7 separate regions of the Mus musculus genome follow, and all the other regions are linked to region 6. The links are chromatin contacts, called in public HiChIP or PLAC-seq and promoter capture Hi-C maps. All regions are on one chromosome and are shown on one strand. Each heading gives the region's core, a stretch centred on a gene start, on an enhancer-like site or on the middle of the called end of the contact. The rest is flanking DNA. Distances are from core to core; before and after follow the strand shown. Region 1 holds the start of Map2k5 (mitogen-activated protein kinase kinase 5). Region 2 holds the start of Herc1 (HECT and RLD domain containing E3 ubiquitin protein ligase family member 1). Region 3 holds the start of Pias1 (protein inhibitor of activated STAT 1). Region 4 holds the start of Fem1b (fem 1 homolog b). Region 5 holds the start of Cln6 (ceroid-lipofuscinosis, neuronal 6). Region 6 holds the start of Rab11a (RAB11A, member RAS oncogene family). Region 7 holds the start of Snx1 (sorting nexin 1).

The links. Promoter capture Hi-C pulls out the DNA fragments that hold promoters and counts their contacts. HiChIP or PLAC-seq counts read pairs in DNA pulled down with a chosen protein or histone mark.
Region 1: a promoter capture Hi-C map of liver shows a contact between it and region 6, with 3 times the contacts expected there. The contact joins the promoter of Map2k5 here to the promoter of Rab11a in region 6. A contact is called at or near these places in 3 of 39 promoter capture datasets (liver and pre-B cells) and 1 of 9 other capture datasets (liver).
Region 2: a contact with region 6 is called in an H3K27ac HiChIP or PLAC-seq map of microglia, with 5 times the contacts expected there. The contact joins the promoter of Herc1 here to the promoter of Rab11a in region 6. A contact is called at or near these places in 1 of 115 datasets of contacts at active chromatin or transcription factors (microglia) and 2 of 9 other capture datasets (adipose tissue and liver).
Region 3: a contact with region 6 is called in a promoter capture Hi-C map of erythroid cells, with 11 times the contacts expected there. The contact joins the promoter of Pias1 here to the promoter of Rab11a in region 6. A contact is called at or near these places in 2 of 39 promoter capture datasets (erythroid cells and pre-B cells).
Region 4: a contact with region 6 is called in a promoter capture Hi-C map of erythroid cells, with 16 times the contacts expected there. The contact joins the promoter of Fem1b here to the promoter of Rab11a in region 6. A contact is called at or near these places in 1 of 39 promoter capture datasets (erythroid cells), 1 of 115 datasets of contacts at active chromatin or transcription factors (microglia) and 1 of 9 other capture datasets (liver).
Region 5: a contact with region 6 is called in a promoter capture Hi-C map of liver, with 3 times the contacts expected there. The contact joins the promoter of Cln6 here to the promoter of Rab11a in region 6. A contact is called at or near these places in 3 of 39 promoter capture datasets (liver and pre-B cells).
Region 7: a promoter capture Hi-C map of pre-B cells shows a contact between it and region 6, with 3 times the contacts expected there. The contact joins the promoter of Snx1 here to the promoter of Rab11a in region 6. A contact is called at or near these places in 2 of 39 promoter capture datasets (erythroid cells and pre-B cells) and 1 of 9 other capture datasets (liver).

What each region holds. Positions count from the first base shown.
Region 1 is chr9:63,376,472-63,379,171 of GRCm38.p6, forward strand. It overlaps Map2k5 (mitogen-activated protein kinase kinase 5), which reads right to left and starts at 1,431. Exons shown (of 22, transcript NM_011840.3): 1 at 652-1,431. The coding sequence starts at 786.
Region 2 is chr9:66,349,076-66,351,775 of GRCm38.p6, forward strand. Herc1 (HECT and RLD domain containing E3 ubiquitin protein ligase family member 1) reads left to right here and starts at 1,375. Exons shown (of 78, transcript NM_145617.3): 1 at 1,375-1,546. It overlaps Gm30447, which reads right to left. Exons shown (of 2, transcript XM_006511600.4): 1 at 1,546-2,700; 2 at 1,250-1,443. The coding sequence starts at 1,996. The coding sequence ends at 1,268.
Region 3 is chr9:62,979,463-62,982,162 of GRCm38.p6, forward strand. It overlaps Pias1 (protein inhibitor of activated STAT 1), which reads right to left and starts at 1,417. Exons shown (of 14, transcript NM_019663.3): 1 at 1,386-1,417. The coding sequence starts at 1,409. It overlaps Gm35574 (a long non-coding RNA gene), which reads left to right and starts at 1,052. Exons shown (of 6, transcript XR_379535.2): 1 at 1,052-1,065.
Region 4 is chr9:62,810,311-62,813,021 of GRCm38.p6, forward strand. It overlaps Fem1b (fem 1 homolog b), which reads right to left and starts at 1,338. Exons shown (of 2, transcript NM_010193.4): 1 at 748-1,338. The coding sequence starts at 995.
Region 5 is chr9:62,837,386-62,840,085 of GRCm38.p6, forward strand. Cln6 (ceroid-lipofuscinosis, neuronal 6) reads left to right here and starts at 1,400. Exons shown (of 7, transcript NM_001033175.3): 1 at 1,400-1,569. The coding sequence starts at 1,496.
Region 6 is chr9:64,736,503-64,739,202 of GRCm38.p6, forward strand. Rab11a (RAB11A, member RAS oncogene family) reads right to left here and starts at 1,254. Exons shown (of 5, transcript NM_017382.5): 1 at 1,082-1,254. The coding sequence starts at 1,121. It overlaps n-TQctg9 (a tRNA gene), which reads left to right and starts at 1,544; the gene lies at 1,544-1,615.
Region 7 is chr9:66,123,552-66,126,251 of GRCm38.p6, forward strand. It overlaps Snx1 (sorting nexin 1), which reads right to left and starts at 1,335. Exons shown (of 15, transcript NM_019727.2): 1 at 1,056-1,335. The coding sequence starts at 1,214.

The DNA of each region.
Region 1 (2,700 bases), core at 181-2,680, 1.4 Mb before region 6:
ATATTATATATGGACTCAAGGGCCAGCCTACATTAACCTTCATAATTTTGTGTGAAATATATTCTAAGCATCCCAAGGCAATGCACTGTTGATTCTAAGATGTAAATTTTCCCTGAACACTCAACATCTCTGAAATTGAGCTGTGTTTGTCACGGAATGATGTGCTGTAGTTCTAACAGGCAGCATCCTTTCCATATTGATAGTTAAGTCTAGGTCTCCCATTCAGTGGCATCTAAGGTTTGCTTAACCATTGTAAACTAAGATTGCCCTGGTGTCCCTTTCCCAGCAGGTCACAAGTTCAGGAAACTCAGCAGTGACAGGGCTAGAATGAGGGCAGGAATCCTTTCCAAATACTTGAGAAAAATATAAGAAACAGTTTTAAAACTCTTTACATCCCAGTTGTCTGCACTGGTGTGTAAGTCACAGTCCAGACTGTGAGCTTCCTGAGGGCAGGGGTTCAGTCGGATACATCAATTTCCCAGGGCGCTGCACATTTACCAGTTTTCAGTGAGTGCAATTAACCGAGACTGTGGTTAAAACAGGTAAGTTGACCCCACCAGAGGCCAGCTCAGGCCACCAATGGTCAAGATGCTGCCTATCCAGATCCATAATCCCCAACGCTGGGATTTGGCCACTAAAGTCACCACTCACCAGAACATCCCTGAAGAGTAACTGCGGCCCGGAGTGCACGGTCCAGTCCACCGCGCCACTATTTGGAATCTTGATCCGAATCACCAGCACCTGGTTCTCCATGGCACAGAAGGGGCCAAGGGCCAGCCACAGCATTACAGGTTAAAGGGTCTCACATCCTGGGGCGAGGGGTACCGACCTGCCCCTACTTAGGAGGAGCCCCAAGAAGTGACAAGGGGAACGATAGACAGAAGGCAGGCGATAAATAGGGAGCAAGAAGATGGGGAGAAGTGAAGAGGAGCGATCAGGAGGGAGCTTGCAGGCCCAAAACCAGGCCCAGGTCGTGTGGAGTGTCCCTAGGAGAGGATGCACTGTTGGGGGACCGGCCAAGAGGAATTAGTAGAGAGCGGAAGGTCCTGGAGTTACAAAAGTGGACAAAACAGAACCCACAAGCATTCTGTAGTCCTTGTGAGTAAGAGGAGACAGCGGAGCAACGGCCTGGTTTAAGGCAGGTACAGTGGCCAGGGTCCTGCCGTCCTGAGTGTCTCGGTGGGCAAGGGGACGGTGGCCGGGCGCCGCGGGCTGGGTCGGGGCTGTTTCGGAGGTGCACCGGTGGCGCCTGCCCTCCAACCAGGCAGGGGGGCCCAGGGCCGCGGGGTCAAGGGGCGGGTCCCGGACCGCAGCCGGAACCGGAGGGCGCGGCGCGTGCAGGATCGTCCGACTGAGGCCCGCGTCCCGGCAGCGGAGGTGGCGGCGAGAGGAGGAGGAAGGCGGCCGTTAGACCGCTGTTACTCCGGAACCAAAACGCGATGGCGCCGGAACCCGGGGAGCCGACATGTGGGACCCGCCTCCTGGGGCGCCATGTTGGAAGAGGGCAGCTGGGGCGGAGCAGGGATCTCGTGCTAGGACTGGCTGACTTCCATCTCTTCAGGTAGTGGTAAAGGAGCCTAGAAAACCCAGGAAGACACGGATCTACGGCTGGGGGCTGTCCGTAAAACAATTTAAGGTTTGATCATGCAGAAAAGGCGGTGAAGGACAAGACGGCAGCACCAGCTTGTCAAGTTATATACCTTTTACTATCCGCGGGTTTGTTACATTAAATCGGCAAGAGCCAGGCAAGACCTTTTTATTAAAAAAAGAAAAAAAAAAAAAAAAGCATGTTTTTATGCCCCTTCTTCCAATTAACAGTTCCAAAATACCACTATTTTTTCTCCCACGTTAGCAAAGTGTGCATGAATTTTTCAGTGAGGTCCTTTACCCTAACCAGTGACCTACAGTACCAAGCAATCTCCTACTCAAAAGCAACAGTAAAGAAACTCAATGGAGAGCGCTTAACTGCCTGGGGACAGCTGTATTTCTGGCATCATAATATCTTATTCAACCGTTGCAAAAATATCCCGTCTGTTCCATATATTTTCAGCTAAATTGCAGTGTTTATGCAGTCAGTGATAGCAGGGCAGTAGCCGTAAACCTTGGTTATTTTTAAATGCCTTGTTACCTCACATTTTAAAGTGCATAATCCTGTTGATCTATGTGTCTATACAAAAGAATTGCTTACAAATGGCAACGTGTAGGTAGGCCCTTTATTTGTAATTAAATTATGCTATTATCTCTACCTTTTGGGGCTGATTATGCATAAACATAGTGCGTGGGGTGGTGGGACCAGTGTCCACTTTCCCCGGAATAAACAGATATGTGATTAATGTAAGAGGAGGAACAATTAAATGTTGATCATTTTCAATGTAATACCAAAATTTGTGGCATAATTTCCTCTACTTGGGCTTTTTTCCTGTTGCATTTGAAAGGCCATTGTAGGAGATAAATGACCATCTTTTAGTTATTATTCCTTAATAGCTTAGGTAGGAATTCACGTAGACCGATTCTCCAGGTACTGTTGGAACTACCCCTTTGTAACTGCTCTTCAGTGCTAAAGAAAAATTCACTATTTTGCCATGTACTTCTTAATCTAAACTTTATTTCTATTATTAAGGAAAATTAACTACAAAACTAGAGATTTTCTATTAACCTATGATTTGTTAAAACGTCTTTTTAAAAATTCATAGTACCATA
Region 2 (2,700 bases), core at 125-2,624, 1.6 Mb after region 6:
ATTAGAAGTTCTATTTAGTGATTATCTCATTATCTATACTCCTCTAAGGAGGAACCCTGTCATAATAACTAATATTCTAAATGAACAGATTAGGAACTGAGGTCCAGGGAAGCCAAGCAAGCCATTCCAAGTCACACACAAAGCTGAGAGTAGCTTTTGTCTTAGGCTAAATTTGTATGATACACATTTCCAATTGAACCAAAGGGGAGGAACTCAGTATGTGGACCAAACTGGCCTCAAGCTCACAGAGATTGCCACCCCACCCAGCTGCTTATACCATGTATGTTTATGTCTTTAGCACAAGAATTTTTTAAAAAGATTTTATTTATAACGTCCCCCCTTCCCCAAAAGCCTTTAGTCCCAGCACTCTGGAGCAGAATCAGGAAAAAGCCTGGTCTTCAGAGAGTTCCAGGACAGCCAGGGCGATGCAGAGAAACCCTGTCTTGAAAACAAAAACAAATTCATGTGTATGTGTGGGTATGTTAACGCGAGTGCAGGTTCTTGTAGCGTTCAGAAGTGAGTGTTGAAGTTACAAGTGGTTTTGGACATCCTGAAGTGAAGTGAAGCCAAGTCACTCTGTAAGAGATAGCCCTCTTAACCGCTCTCTCTCCAGAAAAACCTTTTGCTGAAGGTGGCTACAGTGGTGAGATTGGGAGTCCTTAAGTACAGAGGCATTCAACAATATCAATTCAACATTTGAGCGCCTACATCTATGCTAGACGTTGGGCTAGATGACCAAGTTAGTGTTCTTCCTCAGAGTGCATCACTGTATAGGTCAGGGTCAAGACCTGTACTAAAGGTCAATCCTCCCGTGTTCCTCAGACAGGGCAGAAGTTGGTCAACTTAAACACTTGCTTGGGCGTAAACTTAACCAGCCACAAGGTTAAGGGCAGACTGTGATGGGAGATAAAGGGAGTAGAGCGCCCGGCAAGCAGCCGAGATAAAGGGGTGTGGCCGGCCGCAGCTTTTTCTCTCGGTCCTCGGCAGCCCCGAGGCCTCGGCAGCATTCGGACCCCGATCCTCTTGCAGACTGTCCCGTACTCATCCTGAACACATCCACGCTCGCCTGATCCTTCAGCGCCCTTTGTGAAATGCCCCCAATTGATAGTTCCCTACGGGCACACGTGACTCCGCGAGGACCCAGCGGTTAAGAGACATGGGGCGGTAGAGTGTCCCCAGTACCCTCACAGGAAGGGTCTCCCGGCCGGCGATGTACTCATCGCTTTCCCATCACTGCCTAAGCCGGCATCTTCTCTCCCTTTTCCTCTCAGGTTGCCTCCCACCTCCCGCGCGAGGCCCGGAGGAGGCAGGACCAGCGCTTCTGATCTCGCGAGAGTTCCCTCATAAGTCCCGCGAGACTCGCCTGCCGCTGCCGCTGCCGCCGTCGCTGCCGCCGCTGCCGCCGCCGCCTCTTACGTCTTTCCCTTTGACAAGTCGCCGCCGCTGCAGCAAAAATATAAAGGACGCGGCTAGCGCGGCCGCTGGCCAGCCGGGTGCCGGGTGCTGGAGCCGCACCCCATCGCCGCCAGCTCCCGACCCACGTACGGTAGGTAACACGTTCTCTTTCGCCATCGTGACCTCCCGAGTGTGTGATCGGCTGGCCCGGCCGAGCCGCTCGGGGCCGTTCCGGGGCCGCCCGCCGAGCGGGACTGCTGGCTCCGGGTGGACGGCGGGCGGAGGCCCGAGGAACCCCTGGCCCCCTGGAAGCCTGTTGGAAGCCGAGCCACCTGCCGGAGGGAGGGACCCGCCCCTGAATAAGCTTGCAGTCTGCGCCCCTCAGCGCCTCAGGGGTCGCGTCTGTGACCTTCTCCCCTTTATCCGCTATCGAGCGCGTCTCTCTTAGCTGGGACTGGGACTGGGGAGCGGCTCTCCCATCTCTTCCTCTTGAGGAGAGTCGCGACTCCGGTGCTCCCTGTCGCCGGCCGACTTCGGAGGGGTGGAGGTTGAGACCGTGCGTCTTTCTCCTCGTCTGCGCTTTTGGGTGGGGGCTGCTCATCCTTTCGGTAAACCTTTCTCTGAATCTCTCTTCGGATAAAATAACAATTTCTAAAGCCCTTGCTACCTGGAGCGGAGACGAGGCGACAGTTGTGTAGTCTCCAGGGTGAGAGGTGGATGGTGGTGATGACAGGAGCTAACCCTGGGAACAGTGATGGGTGGCAGGTTCCCAGGAGACACGAGGACAGAAGCTTGGTACCTACCTCTCCCAGGAGGTTATGTAAAGACGCGATGTATGTATGTATGTATGTATGTATGTACTATGCATGCATGTGTATGGTAGCTGTGAAGCACAGGGACAAAAATCTCCATTTGCGTTAGTTTTAAAAATGTGTGTAATACCTTGAAGGTGTATAGGTAATCAAGAGTGATAAATTCCAACGAATTAATAACCCATCTCCAGAGATAGCATTTCACTGTTAATATTTTGATATATTTCTAACAGACTCTTTTGTTTTTTAAGAGTACCTAGCTTGTCCTTGAATGGTACTTCCTTATTTTATGTATGTTCCCAAAATGATTTGTTTTATTTGAACCATTCCTTTGGCCCACTTGATTAAGCCGGGTTACTTGTTCATTATCATTGGCTGTTCCCAGCCGTCACCATATTTCATTGTGTCTTCTTTCAAAATGATTGTTGCTCAAATAGCTTTAAAAGTCAAACCTTAACATTGTTCTTTTTGGATATAATATCTGAGTTATTTT
Region 3 (2,700 bases), core at 167-2,666, 1.8 Mb before region 6:
CCACTCTGACAGAGATGTGCTATAACCAGCTGTTTGGTTCGCACACAGGAAGCCAGAGAAGGGAATACCATGTTCAGAGCCTCTAAATAATATGCGTTAGTTAAGAACTGCCTGCCTGCTACTAAACCAGAATTATTCAAGCAGAGACCCATTTGTCACAATCCAATCATAAGGGTTCCACCAGCCCTCCCCCAACTGCTTGTGTAGTGGTATATGTGCTTCAGTAAAGGAGCCATCATCAGGTAAAGATTGGGGTGGGAGAAAAAGCGGGGGAAAGGGGGCACCCTTTCATCTAATTTCGCGAGGCATGAGTAATTGGTACAGTTGAGAGGAACGATGGAACGTTCTATTTATTGGAGGTTGGGGTGGGATGGGGGGTGGGTGGGAGGAGAATTTCGTTTAAATCAACATGGCCAGCAAGATGTCCCTAACAAACAAAAGGCAACGGGGGATATAAACACGAACCATTCACCTCCATCAGCTATAGCATCGCCATCATGGTGTGTTTAGAGACCCCCAAGGCTGCTCTCATCTGCCACACCAGAGACAGCAAGAGTGCAGAGAGGTGGCTGCATCCCCACCACCGCTCCCAAAAGCACACTCTTTCAATGGGTTGCTCCCCACCACCACACACACACCCTCCCCGGTGGCCCGAAATCAAGAGAGAAACAGTAACGTCCCGCCCGGGCAGACTCCCCCTGCAACCCTTTAGCCGAACCCCCAACGCCGGCTCCGGGCTCGCTAAACTTTCCAAGAGCTTCTCCCTCGTATTCCCTAGCCGATTGCCCCGGGATCGCGCATTCCCTCTGGCCGGGCACCCATTGACAGGCGGGCGGGCAGCGGCGGCAAGCGAGGCGGGGGCGCCTGGGCGCCGCGGAGGGGCGGGGCGGCCGGAGCCAAGTTCCCGGGGGTCCGAGCGCTGCGCCTGACAGGAGCCCGGGACGGCGAAAGAGGAAGAGGAAGCGGCAGCGGGGCAGTTTTCCCGATCCCCCTCTTCCCAGAGCAGCCTACACCCCCCCACCCCCTGGCTGCCCATGGGGGGGGGGGGGGGAGGCGGGCTGCAAGGTAAGGCACCCAGGCCCCGGGGACCGCCGCTGCCGCCACGTCCCGACTCACTCTCTCTTCGCCCCGCCACCCCCGCCAGAGGCGCCCACAACAATAACACGCCGGGGACGACCCGTCAGCGCCCCCGAGGCACCCGGGGCCCACGGCCCGCCGCAGCCAGGCCCCCTCCACTAAGGCCCGGAGCGCCTCTCCCGCCTACAACTCCAGACTCGGGTGGAGCCCGGCCCGAGCGGGCCCCCCAGGGTCCGACCCATCCCCCCGGCAGCCGCGGCGCCGTCTCCGCGGCCGAATATTAGAAGTGAATTCGAGCTGCGCTTTACCTTTAGTTCCGCACTGTCCGCCATCTTGCGTCTGTCAGCGCAAGCGCAATGAAGCTCGCCGGGGGCCGCGCTGGAACCTCCCCTCTAGCGGACTTGACTCCGCCTCCACCCCGCCCCTCAGCCTTCCCGCTCCGCCCCTGGCCTCCGCCCCACTCCAGGAGCTCGCTGCCCCGCCCCGGGCACGCACAGCTGCGAGACCCACACGCACTATTTAAATAATGGCGCCAAGCGGGAGTTTGACAGTTACTACCCCCTCGGCCTCCCCGCCCCCACACTGGCCGAGCCAGTAGCGCCCAGGGAAGAGGCCACATCTGGGGAGGTGTTGGCCTCAGTCTCATCCTTCGGCTGCCCTCTGAGCCCCAGTTGACTGAAGCCACGGCGCGCCCCCATGCGCAAGATGCGTTCTGCACCTGTACCCTACCCAGCTGCCGGTCGATCACAACTAGCCAATTAGTCAGTTTTGTCTAAGGAGAATTTGACGAAGCGTTTCTGGGTTTACGCAGATCCTCATGATGAGGCAGTTAGGCCAAAAAAGAAAAAAAAAAAAAAATATATATATATATATATATATCATTCCCATGGTATCTTTTCCGAAATAAAAGCTCTGAGGGGAAAAAGGGACTCTCCTAAACAGCATTTAACAGTAGTAGCTAAGGCAAATTCTGAAGACATTTATTCATCGCGTCACCCTGGGTAGTCAGAAATTAGAGAAGATCCCTGACCTGTCGCTCATGGGGTACAGATCTGTGAACTATTAAGATATAATTACTAATGGTGATGAACAGCATAGAGATTAAAAGGCTCACCAAGAGAAAAATGGATTGGGGGGGGTGGGGTGTGCTTAATCCCAGAAGGGTTTTCTTCACCTACATTGATATTTAGACTTACTCCTATCTACTAAAAGCTTCCTTCAAAACCCCAGCCTTTTTTAACTGATCAACTTTTTACTATCAAAATCCTCTTAACATTTGGGTTACTCTGAATTCAAGAAGGCCAGGTCCTGACCAGTGACCTGGATTATTTCACTCCCACATGCCCACATGTTTTACTCCAGTATCTTTATAGTTCCAACCCCCTTTCTTCAAGGAATCATTTTCATCAGCATATAAACATAACCAAAATTCCTTACTTAAATTTATGCTTCCTCTGGATCCAAAATTACCTTCAATGGGTACTCTATTTCTCCGCTTTCTTCACTGAATAAATTCACAAACAAGACTTCATTTTTCTACAAGTACTTGTTCCCATTTCTTCAGTGGCATTACCTCCAAACCTATCCTGAGGCAGCTCCACTGCCTGCCCTATCTTGAGCTCT
Region 4 (2,711 bases), core at 88-2,587, 1.9 Mb before region 6:
TGACGACTCTGTTATCTTCCTCCGCCCCCCAAAAATATGTACAATTAACCTCAAATGAAAAAAAATATTAGAATAATAGTAAATAGTAAATTTTTGAACAATGTTAAGTGTTTGTGAAACCTTCCCACTGTATCACCCTATACATGTAATTTAGCAATGGCGTAACTTCTACGCCAGGCCCAGAGCCACCTGTACAGCCAAAAATATTGGCCAGCATTGTGGGAGAGTCAGAACCGTGCCTAGAGATGCCCAGCTGCATGACAAGATTCTAGGGGCTTATTTTAACAGATAGTCCCACGACCTGCTTGAGGCTCGATCCGACCACGGGAGGGGGGGAGCGGGAGGAGAAGGGATATGGAGAGGTTAAATGAAGCATCAAAAGGTCCTCAATTTTAATTGTTGATCTCGTTAATTTCCGATCTAGGTTACTACGCCAGTGCTGATATAAAGATACAAAAACCTAGATGGGCAGCCACCACTCCGACAGTGCGTGTTCGCTGACTAATGAAGACTATAGATCTCAAGACCCAGGGTGTGGCTACCACCTACAGGGGGAAAAGGGTAGGAGTCGATAAGAAAAGGCAGCAAAGCATAGCTCTGGGAGACGAGGTGGGCATCAATGGGGGTGAAGGGATATGAAAAAGAACTGAGTCCACACATGAAAACAGGGTTAATGAAGGATGAGAGGATCCAGGGCTTGGGAGGCCCGCGCGCGTCGGAGGGAGGATGGAGTTGGGATGTACCTACCCGTCGAAGCGGACGGTGCCGGTCTGCTGGGTCTGCACACGGTAGTGTTCTAACAGCAAGCGCACCACCTTGGCGTGCCCATTGCGGGCTGCGATGATGAGGGGTGTGGAGCGCTGTCCTCCCTGCTGACTGACATAGCCCAGCAGGTAGCGGATATCGCTCTCTGACCGGTTAAGGAGCAAGGCAGCCAGAGTGAGCACCTTGCCCTCGCTGGCCGCCTTGTACACATAGCCAGCCAGGCCCTCCATGGCCGCCGCCAACTCCAACACCCGTTTGGTCGCCACCGCTGCTGCTGCCTTGCGCCCCCGGAGGCCGCGTCCACCAGCACTTCAGACCCGGGCCCTCACAGCCCATTCAACAGGGCGCCGCCGCCGTGTCCAGGCAGCAGCGCGACCCAGGGAGGGCGGAGACGCAGAGGTGGCCGAGCACCGCCGGAGGCACAAGTGGGACCCGGCCCGGGCGGGGAGAAGGACGGTCAGGGCCGCCCCCGAGGCCCCAGGCACCGGCCCTGGGCCGAGGGGATCTCCATGGCGGCCGCCGCCCCGGGTCTCAGGCCGCCTCCTTCCTGCGGGCTGCGACAGGCGCGCGCCCGAGCTACGGGTCGCCGCTGGGGTCTCGAGAGGCCCGCGCACGCCCTGGATAGCGAGCGATGTGCACGCCTGCCCGCGCCGGGCCGGAGGGTCTGGAACGGCCTCCACTTAGCTCCTCGCCGCAGGAAAACCGCGGGCACTCGCCCACCGGCGATCGAAAGGGTCCGCTGGCGAGCGGGGCTCCCGTGAGCCGCGCGTGGGTGTTCGCGGACCGCGCCGGCAGCACCAGCACCGGAACTTAGGGCGGGAGGAAAGCAGCCGCCGCAGACGGAGCCGAAGGGAGGGAGGGAAGGCAGGAGTGGGAGGGACGCTTAAGTAGGTATTGCTTCCTAAACCGACCGGCGGGCAAACGAGGCTATCCTAAAGAAAGGTTCCGCTGTGCGCAGTTAGCTGAGCTCTGATGCGGGTTTGAAAGTCCCTAGTGCCCTTGACGCAAGTAGCCATCTCGCCCCCACAGGACCCTAGGATGCTTAGTCAAGGCTGGGGGCGGAGAGAAGGCTACTGAATCTACGGGCTAGAAAGCACATCCAGTTTTATGATTATTACTGTGGGATACTGTCTGCCAGTGATTCACGCGCGGGGGCGCGAGGTGGGGGCCACAGGAAAAGGGGAAAGAGCACCCAAAAGATCCATTTTTGAATAAGGGCTATTATGAGCCTCCGAAATTTGGGAGGGCGAGAGCCGCTTCACTGAAAAGCAACTGAAAGCCTCACCAGACCTCCCAGGAAAGGGGATTAAGTGTGTAAGATAAAGAGCTAAGAGGCAGCAGTCATAGCCAGATGGAACCAGTCTCTAGTCCTGACCCTGCAGAACCTCCGCTGTCTCACTTACACGTCACAGAATTGTTAGGATTTGAAAAGAGCATTTATCCAAAGAATGCTATAAGCCATTCACGTACAAGGCTTTGGTTAGCATCAGAGATTTCTTCATCTAGGCTAGGCCTTTCTCTCCTGGGGCTTGTGTGGTTGTGTGGAGAAAGCAGACAAATAAATGATGTAGAGTTGTTGGATTCATGTCATTACTATGAAACAAGGGCTATGGGTGTGGACTAGGAGACTTCGCCTGGGTGGTCAGAGAAGTCCTCTGTAACAGGTGCCTGAAACAGAGGCTGGACAATGGAAATAGTTCAAAGATCCTGAGCAGAAGACAGATGGTGAGCTCAGAACAGAAGCAGTGTGGCTGCTGACTGTAGGAAGAGTTCTAAAGGATTAAGTCAGCAGGATGCAAGTCATGTGGCCCAGTGACCTATGCAAACGGTTTGGTTTACTCTGGGATTGCATTTAGGGAGTTTTAAATAGAAAAGTGACAAGATGGCGCTTTTTTTTTTTTTTTTAAGATCACATGCATGCTCCCTAATGTGTGCAGAACATAGCC
Region 5 (2,700 bases), core at 150-2,649, 1.9 Mb before region 6:
GCCATCTATGTTCCTGCGGCTCAATCTATCTGCCAGGCTCCTACCGACCGACATGGCGTCTGAGCTTCACACCCATGGGTCCAACAGCATCCTGACCCAACCAAAGCTTCGTGGGTCCAAAGATGACGTCTCATTTACCTGTGCTTGCTCCACCCACTTAGATGCAGCGCCTGGTCACATCTAAACTCCTCTCCCCTTACAGCCATGCATCCGAAGAAGATAGCTCCCACACCACTGGGCATGTCTCACCCCCAACCCCCCTTTACTGATACAGTCCAGGACCCTCATTAGAACTTGGTACCCGACAGGCTGCACCTCCTCCATCTCTGGTTCTGCCTCTGGGCTGTGCCTGAAATGCACACATATGCCAGTCTCTTGCCAGGGCCCTTCCTGAGGTTCTCAGGGATTGGGGGCTCCAATCTAAACCCCTCTCTCCCCCATCTCAGCCAGTCTCTCACTCCCCTGAGCAGCGTGGTTCTCACACAACTTTCCACTCCTCCATACCAGCTAGTCTCTGGACAGGGTGTGGGAGGAGGAGGGGTGGGTGTGTGGGGAATTCTGGCCGTTCCCTCTGCCTGGAGCTCTTTCCTGTCTCCAGTTCATACTTCTCTGTCAGCTATCCTTCCTGTGATGCCTGTTTGGCCTTACTGCCTCTATGGCTACACAACCCTCAGAACTTCCTCCACCATTACCAGAAGCTACGAACAGAAGCGCTTCTGAACAGGGCTCATAGGTTCCTGCACAGAACTTACGAGGTTCTTAACACAATTGAATGAGGAAGGGGTGTGTGTCTTTCCCCAACGCCAGGACTGGATTCTGGACCACCTCGTTGTCCTCCAACTAGGAGAGAATTCACTATTCTCTTCACCTATCAAAGCACAGTGGATAGTTTATCGAGCAGTCTTTAATCTGAGGAAGGAGGGCTCAAAGACCCCGGGTCTTCTGATGACCTCACAGCTTGGTCATTCCAGGTCCCCGGTTCACCTTCGTCCAGTACCCTCAAGCCCGGCTAGGCAAGGCTTCCTTCCTGCAGAAATGCAGAGAACCCAGGAAAAAAACAAAAGCAAGCAAACAAACAAACAAACAAGACGCCAGGCTTCCCCACTGGAGTGCAGATTCAACTAAGACCCAAGACCTCTGGGACATAAGTTAGGCCCCTCCTTCTCAAACAAAACACGCCCTCCAGCTGTCTCCCTCCACCTCCGCTCTCTCATTCCTCCTCCCTCCTCCCCACACTCCATCCTCCTCTCCGGTCTTGCCCCAAGCCCCTCCCTATCCTCCTCCCTTCACCAGTTCTCCCCCTGCTCTTTCCTCCAGCTTCTCTCCTCCCTCCTCCCCTCCAGCCTCCAGCTCCTCCCCTCCCCTCCCGCCCGCCCTGGGGCCCCGCGCTCGCTTCCCTCTCTCCCGCCCAGCCTTCCCCGCGTTGGGCGCCGAGGCTCCGCGCGGCCCGCGCAGCCGTCTCTCCTCCCGGAAGGCGAGGCCGAGCGTGGCGGCCATGGAGGCGGCGACGCGGAGGCGGCAGCTCCTCGGAGCGGCGGGCGGCCCCGGTGTCGCGTTCGTGCAGGCCAGGTGCGCGCGGAGCGGGGACAGGGAGGCCGCGAGGGGCCCCAGAGTTTGAGAGACCTCGCCAGGGTTAAGGAAACCGCAGGGATAGGCTACTCGGGGGCCACCCCGGCCAGCCTGGCTGAGTCCCTGTGCCACTTCCAAGTTTTTAGGAACCTCCTGCTCTGGGCAAGACTGTGACTCTGCTCTGAATCCGGTGGCTCAGGGCCCAGGGAAAGTGGGCCGTTAACCGGGGACAGCGTGACTCTCCCATCCTGAATGAGAGACCCCTTCCCTCAGAGGGGAGATGTTTGGGGTTTATCTGGCTCGACAGGGCAGAGCCAGAGGCGCAAAACCCGCCCTTTCATCTTTTCCTCCAGTCTGCCTCCATCCGCTCCACTGACCAAAGCATTCCCGCCTGTCACATGTATTGATTAAACACCTGTCATGTGCCTAGCGTTGTGCCAGATGGCAAACAGGAAAGTCTGAGCCAAAGCAGGTGACAGCTAATTCTGGAGGGCTTTCTGGAGTTGAACAGTACAAGACTCTGCAGAGGACAGACACTTACTGCCGGGCATGGTGGCAATGCTTTTAACCCCATCACTCAGGAGGCAGAGGCAGGTTTCTAGGGGGATGTAATCCAGTTGGTAGTGACTGCATAGCATGCAGGAAGTCGTGGTTCTTCCCAGGCCACAGAAACTGGACATGGTAGACAGTGGAAGGATGTGAGGAAACACAAGGACTATACATACTAGTGTTGGACATGTCACACGTGTAAGAGAAAATCAACGACAGGGGCTGGACCAACTTTAAAGTGCCCTGAATGTCCCAGAGTTGGCCGAGAAGGCCCTAGAGTCTGAAGTTGGAGGAGGCACCTACTCTGGGTGGGGAGGCTGTTCACTTTGAGCAGGAAAGACCCCTTACCTTCCTCACCTGAGTGACCTGGTAAAAATGTATATTCCATATGCCACAGGTACCAAAGAGCCGTGGAGAGATTTGAGCACTCATGTGCACCAGGTGAATTTTAGGAAGTCCCTGGCACTGTTTGGAATGGTGGGGGAAGTTCTGGGAGACTGGGTTGAGGGCAGCCTTTTCATAGTTCCGACTGGGGAGCAATTCTCTGAGCATGTGCTGTGCTGCCTCTGGTAACATTTCTAC
Region 6 (2,700 bases), core at 4-2,503:
CTTCTTCGCGGACTCAACCCATAAGCAAGTCTCTATTTACATTCTTCCCTGTTCTGTCCACCGGCTCCACATTTCCCCCCATCCTGTAATAAATTCTTGATTTCACTAAAAGGGCACGCTAGCACTATAACCCTCTCTCACTGTTTGGGAAAGGTATGTGACCAACCAGGGTTCTTCCCTTCCTGTCGGATCCTCCCAGTATTGCAGCAGGAAGCAACCAGTCCACAGTGATAAGCTCGCTAGTATTTGTGCAGCGCACAACCTTTCCTGTTCGGGAACTGGGCCTTCAGGTCTGGCAGGGATAACAGCCACCACCCATCCGCAGCCCCTTCTCGAAAGCCAAGTAAAAGGAGTTATCCCGGTCTGGTTGTAGCTAGGCAGGGACAGAGATGAAAAGGGGGGGAAAAAAAAAAAAAAAGAAAAACGCGAGGTGGGAAGTCATCTGCTTGCCTGGACACTGCGACAAGTGCATGAACGCCAGGAGTGATGGACAGCCCCTCTTGCCCTCCCCTTCTCTCCCTCCCACCAGCCAGGTCGCTCCGGAGTGCTAAACATTAGTTGCCCGTCTGTGGGGAGGGAGGGGACAGTCCGCGGGTACTGACCTCGAGGTCTGCGGGGATGGGGGTGGGGGCCCGGGGACGGGCGAATCTGGCCGAAGCCCAGGAAAAGGCTCACGAGGAGGGAAGGGAAGAAAAGGGAAACGAACAGAAAAGAGAAAAAGCAACACCCCCGCCCCCCGAGCCAGTGGGTGTCCCGATATGGGTGCTCAGCCCAGGCAGGGGCCTGTCAGAGGGGGGACGTGAGACGAGCAGCAGCATCCAAGAGGAGGGGCTCGAGACGCCCAGGGAAGGAACTGCACGGCCGTGAGGGACGCAGCCATCGGGGAGGACATACAGAGAGGGGCGCCGCGGCTCGTCAGGCCTCCCAAGGGCGCGGGAACCCGGACGAGCGGCGGGACCCCCGACGGGGCGGCAGGAAGGAAGCGCCGAGGCGGACTCCGACCAGGGCAGGGCTGGCCCTGCGCGGGTCCCCCGGGAGTGTCTCGGGCCCCAAATGGGCTCTCGCTGGCCCACGGCCTCACCTTTAAAGAGGTAGTCGTACTCGTCGTCGCGGGTGCCCATGGCGCGGCCGAGGAGCTGAGGGGCGGGAGCGGCGGTGGCAACGGCGGCGGGACCAGGGGGCGTCGCTGCAGGGGTAACCCGAGCGAGCGAGGAGCTTCAGCTGCCGGACCCGGTGACGAGCCCCGCCCTGTATGCGTCACTTCCGGAAGGCCCCAGCCCCTCGCAGAAAGTACTTCCGGAGAGATGGCACCCCGCCCATAAGCTAGGCAGGGTGGAATGCGCAGGAGTGGACACCACATTCTCACCCGGCTTTGGGAAGGCATACAGGAAAAACAATCCTAAAATGGTCCTTGGAGCCTTTGGCTTGTTCTTCTCCCCAATCATTCAGAGAAGCGAAGTGTAAATCTTTTAGTATCTGGCTTCCGGTTGGGGGCGGAGTTTTGTCAGCATTAGAGACCCGAAGGCACTGCTGCCTCCGTGCTGGTTCCATGGTGTAATGGTTAGCACTCTGGACTCTGAATCCAGCGATCCGAGTTCAAATCTCGGTGGAACCTGCTCCCTTTTCTTCATACTTTTAACTCATATTGATTGTATTCTTTAGCTCATATTGAATAATAGAATAACCTTGTTATATCTGCTCTTGGATTGAACCACAGGTAGCCTTTACCTATGAAGACTACACTAATCAATCTTGTCAATTCAGTAGTATCTGATCTTCATGGAGACCTATTGAACTCTTTGGTTTTTCTTAGCCTTGGAGAAAGTTTGTTACTTGATTCCTTTTGCTGGAATTTTATACCCTCAGCTTCAGTTAAGGATAGGCACTCCTCACCCACTCAATCTCTCCACAAATCTATTGCACTATCTCCAGATGTCATTAAGAGAACTTCGCCCACCCTTTCTCATAAAGATTCAAGATCTTGAGTCCTATTTTCTGGCCTTCGAGCTAAGCCCGATTAAATAAATTTTAACACAAGAAGAATGGCAATTCCCATGTTAGCAAATATCAGTGTTAAGACTCAAGAAATTTGCCACAGCATCTCCTAATAATTTTGTTCTTGTTGTTTGAGGTGGTTTCACTCCCCCTCTGTACCCCAGAATATAGCTCAGGCTGGCCCTGCTGTCCTCCTCTGCCCCTTCCCACCTCCACCTCCGTCCACACAGAGGCATAGTCATCTAATAATTCCTGGGAAACAGATGTTTGTCATTCAGCCTACAGATGGAATTCAAATTGCTAATCAACTGACCTTAAGCAGAGATGTTATTTTTTTATTATCTGAATAAGCTCAGGGTTGTCCTTAAGGTCTTTCCAAAGTTGGAAGGAGGATTGTCAGCAGGGACGAGATGTTCTTCCAGACAGCCACCAGCAAGTCTGAGGAGTTCCCTTATCTATTAGGGACCTGGATTCGGAGAAAAACTGATTCTTGACTTTGCTGCAGCAAAACATTTCAGGATGAACCAATATGTGAGACAATCAGACTTTATTAGAAGAGATTTTTAATATAGATTCTAAGCTATATACTTAAGAGGAAGTGAGGGTCTCAGAAAGAAAGGTGTGGCCAAGAACATGTCTGGGAGTGCCTCAGAGAGGACTAGAGTTTCTGAGGAATCCAAGATCACAGGGCGGCTCCTACTTGGT
Region 7 (2,700 bases), core at 85-2,584, 1.4 Mb after region 6:
TTCAATTTCTCAACATAGTAAAATTTTAACTACGGCCATGTTAAAAAAAACAAAAACAAAAAACCCTCCAAAATCTAAATTTTTTCTAATGTAAGGGGCACCTCCAAGTTTTCAGACACATGCTATATACAGAATTTAAAGTTATTTAACTCAGTCTGATACTGATTAGCTACTCTGAAGAGAAACAATAACCAAGAAAGGAAGATAACTGCATAGACTCGGTACTGAAGACGTTTCTAAGCTGGAACTAACTGTACCGAGTGGTATGAGTCAGTGTTCTCATAAAACAGCCCAAAACATCTCTCCTGGTGCTGTTAACCCATGACATTCCACACGGAAAGACAAGGAGGTTTTGGTTGTTTTGCCAGCAGCTAGCTCTCATTTGAAACCTAGATATTTATTATGGGAGACAGTTTTTCCCTTCACATTTACAGATCTGTTTCCAAGCACTTTAATGCATCCTTTTAACAGAAACAAAAGCTTTCTGATCCGTGTAATCTATTTCTCTCAACCAGCATTTGCCCTGATTCCTGGAGAGATCAAAGGAGTCACAACCTAACTTCCATAAACTAGTATCCAGAATGGGCTTTTGGTAATGACCAGGAAGTGCTGGGTATAACAGGAGGATCAGTGGGCGGGTCATGGTCCTTCCTAGATCACGTTTCCACTTTCGGTGCAATAAAACAAGGGAACTGATGGTCTGCACCTCATTTTCTAATTTGTCATGTTTAAAGTCAGTCTGCCCAGGACACAACCAGCAGAAATGCCCGCTGAATCCTTGGGGTAACCACACCTCTGGGCCAGGGGACGGCCTAGGTTGCTCTTGGCTATTAAGGATCCGTGGTGAAGCCACCACACCCCTCGTCTCTTCCCGCCCGGGCTTGGGCAGCCAGGCTCTAGGGCTCGTTTCCTACTCAGGGCCCTGGAGTCCTGATTGCTGACACCGAGCGAAGATTTCCCACCAGGCCCACTATCTTCAAAGCCCTCGAACCCTTAATAAGGGTTCTCTTTTGGGGGGCTCTTTTCTGTCTGCTGCCCCAAGGATGGGAACTCACGGCTGCCGCGGCGCCAGTGAAAATATCCTCCCCCTCGGTGTCGCTGTCCCCAGCCTCGGGTTCTGACCCCCCGGCAGCCCCTTCCGACTCCGGATCCATGCCAGGGAAGGGCGGAGGGAGTCGCTCCGAAGCGCTACAGCCACCACCTCCTGACGCCATCTTCCTCCACCCGTGGCGGAAGCAGCAACAACAACTTTATAGACAGTGCCGCGAGCAAAGCGCTCCAGCCGTGTGAGGTGCGCGAGGGCCGTTATGGACCCAGAGGGACCATCGGGGCGGAACCTGGGGGAGGGACCTAGGGCGGGGCCTGGGCTGCTGCTCAGCCAATCCAAGCACTGAACCGCAAGGCTGCACTGGGGCGGGCCAAGTAGGCAGAGGAGGAGCTAGAGGCTGAGGAGTTCCTCCGGGTCTTTGTGCCCTGCATGGCTCTATCTGTCACGCTTCTAAGGTTCTGTTTGAATAAAGTCTGTGACTAACAATGTTTGAAAACCTCTGCATGCCACCTGCTCATGCCAAGCACAGTGTTCTCTGAGAGATTCAATAAATATTTTTGATTGAGGGCTGAAACGACTGCAGGAAGTTTTGCCACTTAGTTTTTGGACATTAATTCATTTAACATATACAGAGCATTCACTGTGAGCTTGGCACCTTACTGTGCGTTTCAAATACAAACACAAAAGCTCCTGGCTCACAGTTTAATGAGGCAGTCTTGTAAGTCAACAATTTAAACACACTCAGTGTTACAGTGTGCAACAATAAAAAGAAGTTATCGATTTTTTGAGAAGCCAGGCTTCACACAAAGGGGAGATTTCCGTGTATTAAATTCGGTCCTTAAGAATTTTGGGTTATAGCCGGGCGTGGTGACACGCCTTTAATCCCAGCCCTCGGGCGGCAGAAGCAGGTGGATTTCTGAGTTCAAGGCCAGGCTGGTCTACAGAGTGAGTTCCAGGACAGCCAGGGCTATACAGAGAAACCCTGCCTCGAAAAAAAAAAAAGTTCCCGGAACTTAATCACAGGTTGGTGAGTCGAAGTCAACTAGAGTTTAAAGATAACATAGGTTATGTTATCACGGACTAATTTGCAAGATGATCCTTTCAAGGAGCTGAAACCTGCCACTAACACCAACAGAGGTGGTTTGCTTTTCTGGTTGAAACCACCTTAGGCAGGCCTGAAATTCTGTGTCCAAAGCTGGCCTCAAACTCAATGCTCCTCCCTCGGCCTCCCAAGTGCTGGAATTACAGGCATGAGCCACCAGGCCTAGCAAAGTTGGCTGTTTACAACTGCAAACTCAACATTAGGGGTGGATTCCCTTACAGATAAAGTAAACTGCCTGAAGGTCAGGAGAGTGTCTTAGTTTGTAACTTTTATTCCTGCATACACATTGTGTATGGCAAATTAAGTGTCTAATAAATATTTGAGGTGGAAACACAATCAACTCTGTAACTGGCACCCATCACAGCCATGAACACACAAAAAAAAGGTTAAGAAATGCTTTTTTAGGATGTTCATCTCCGTTATCATTACTACATAGTGAACACAGATAAAGTTCTCTCGCTGTAATTTGGGTGGTGGTCGATAGAAATCCTCCCCATGGAGAGAAGCTGCACTAAACTAAGTTTCTAGGAGATAAGAAAACTAAGCCTTC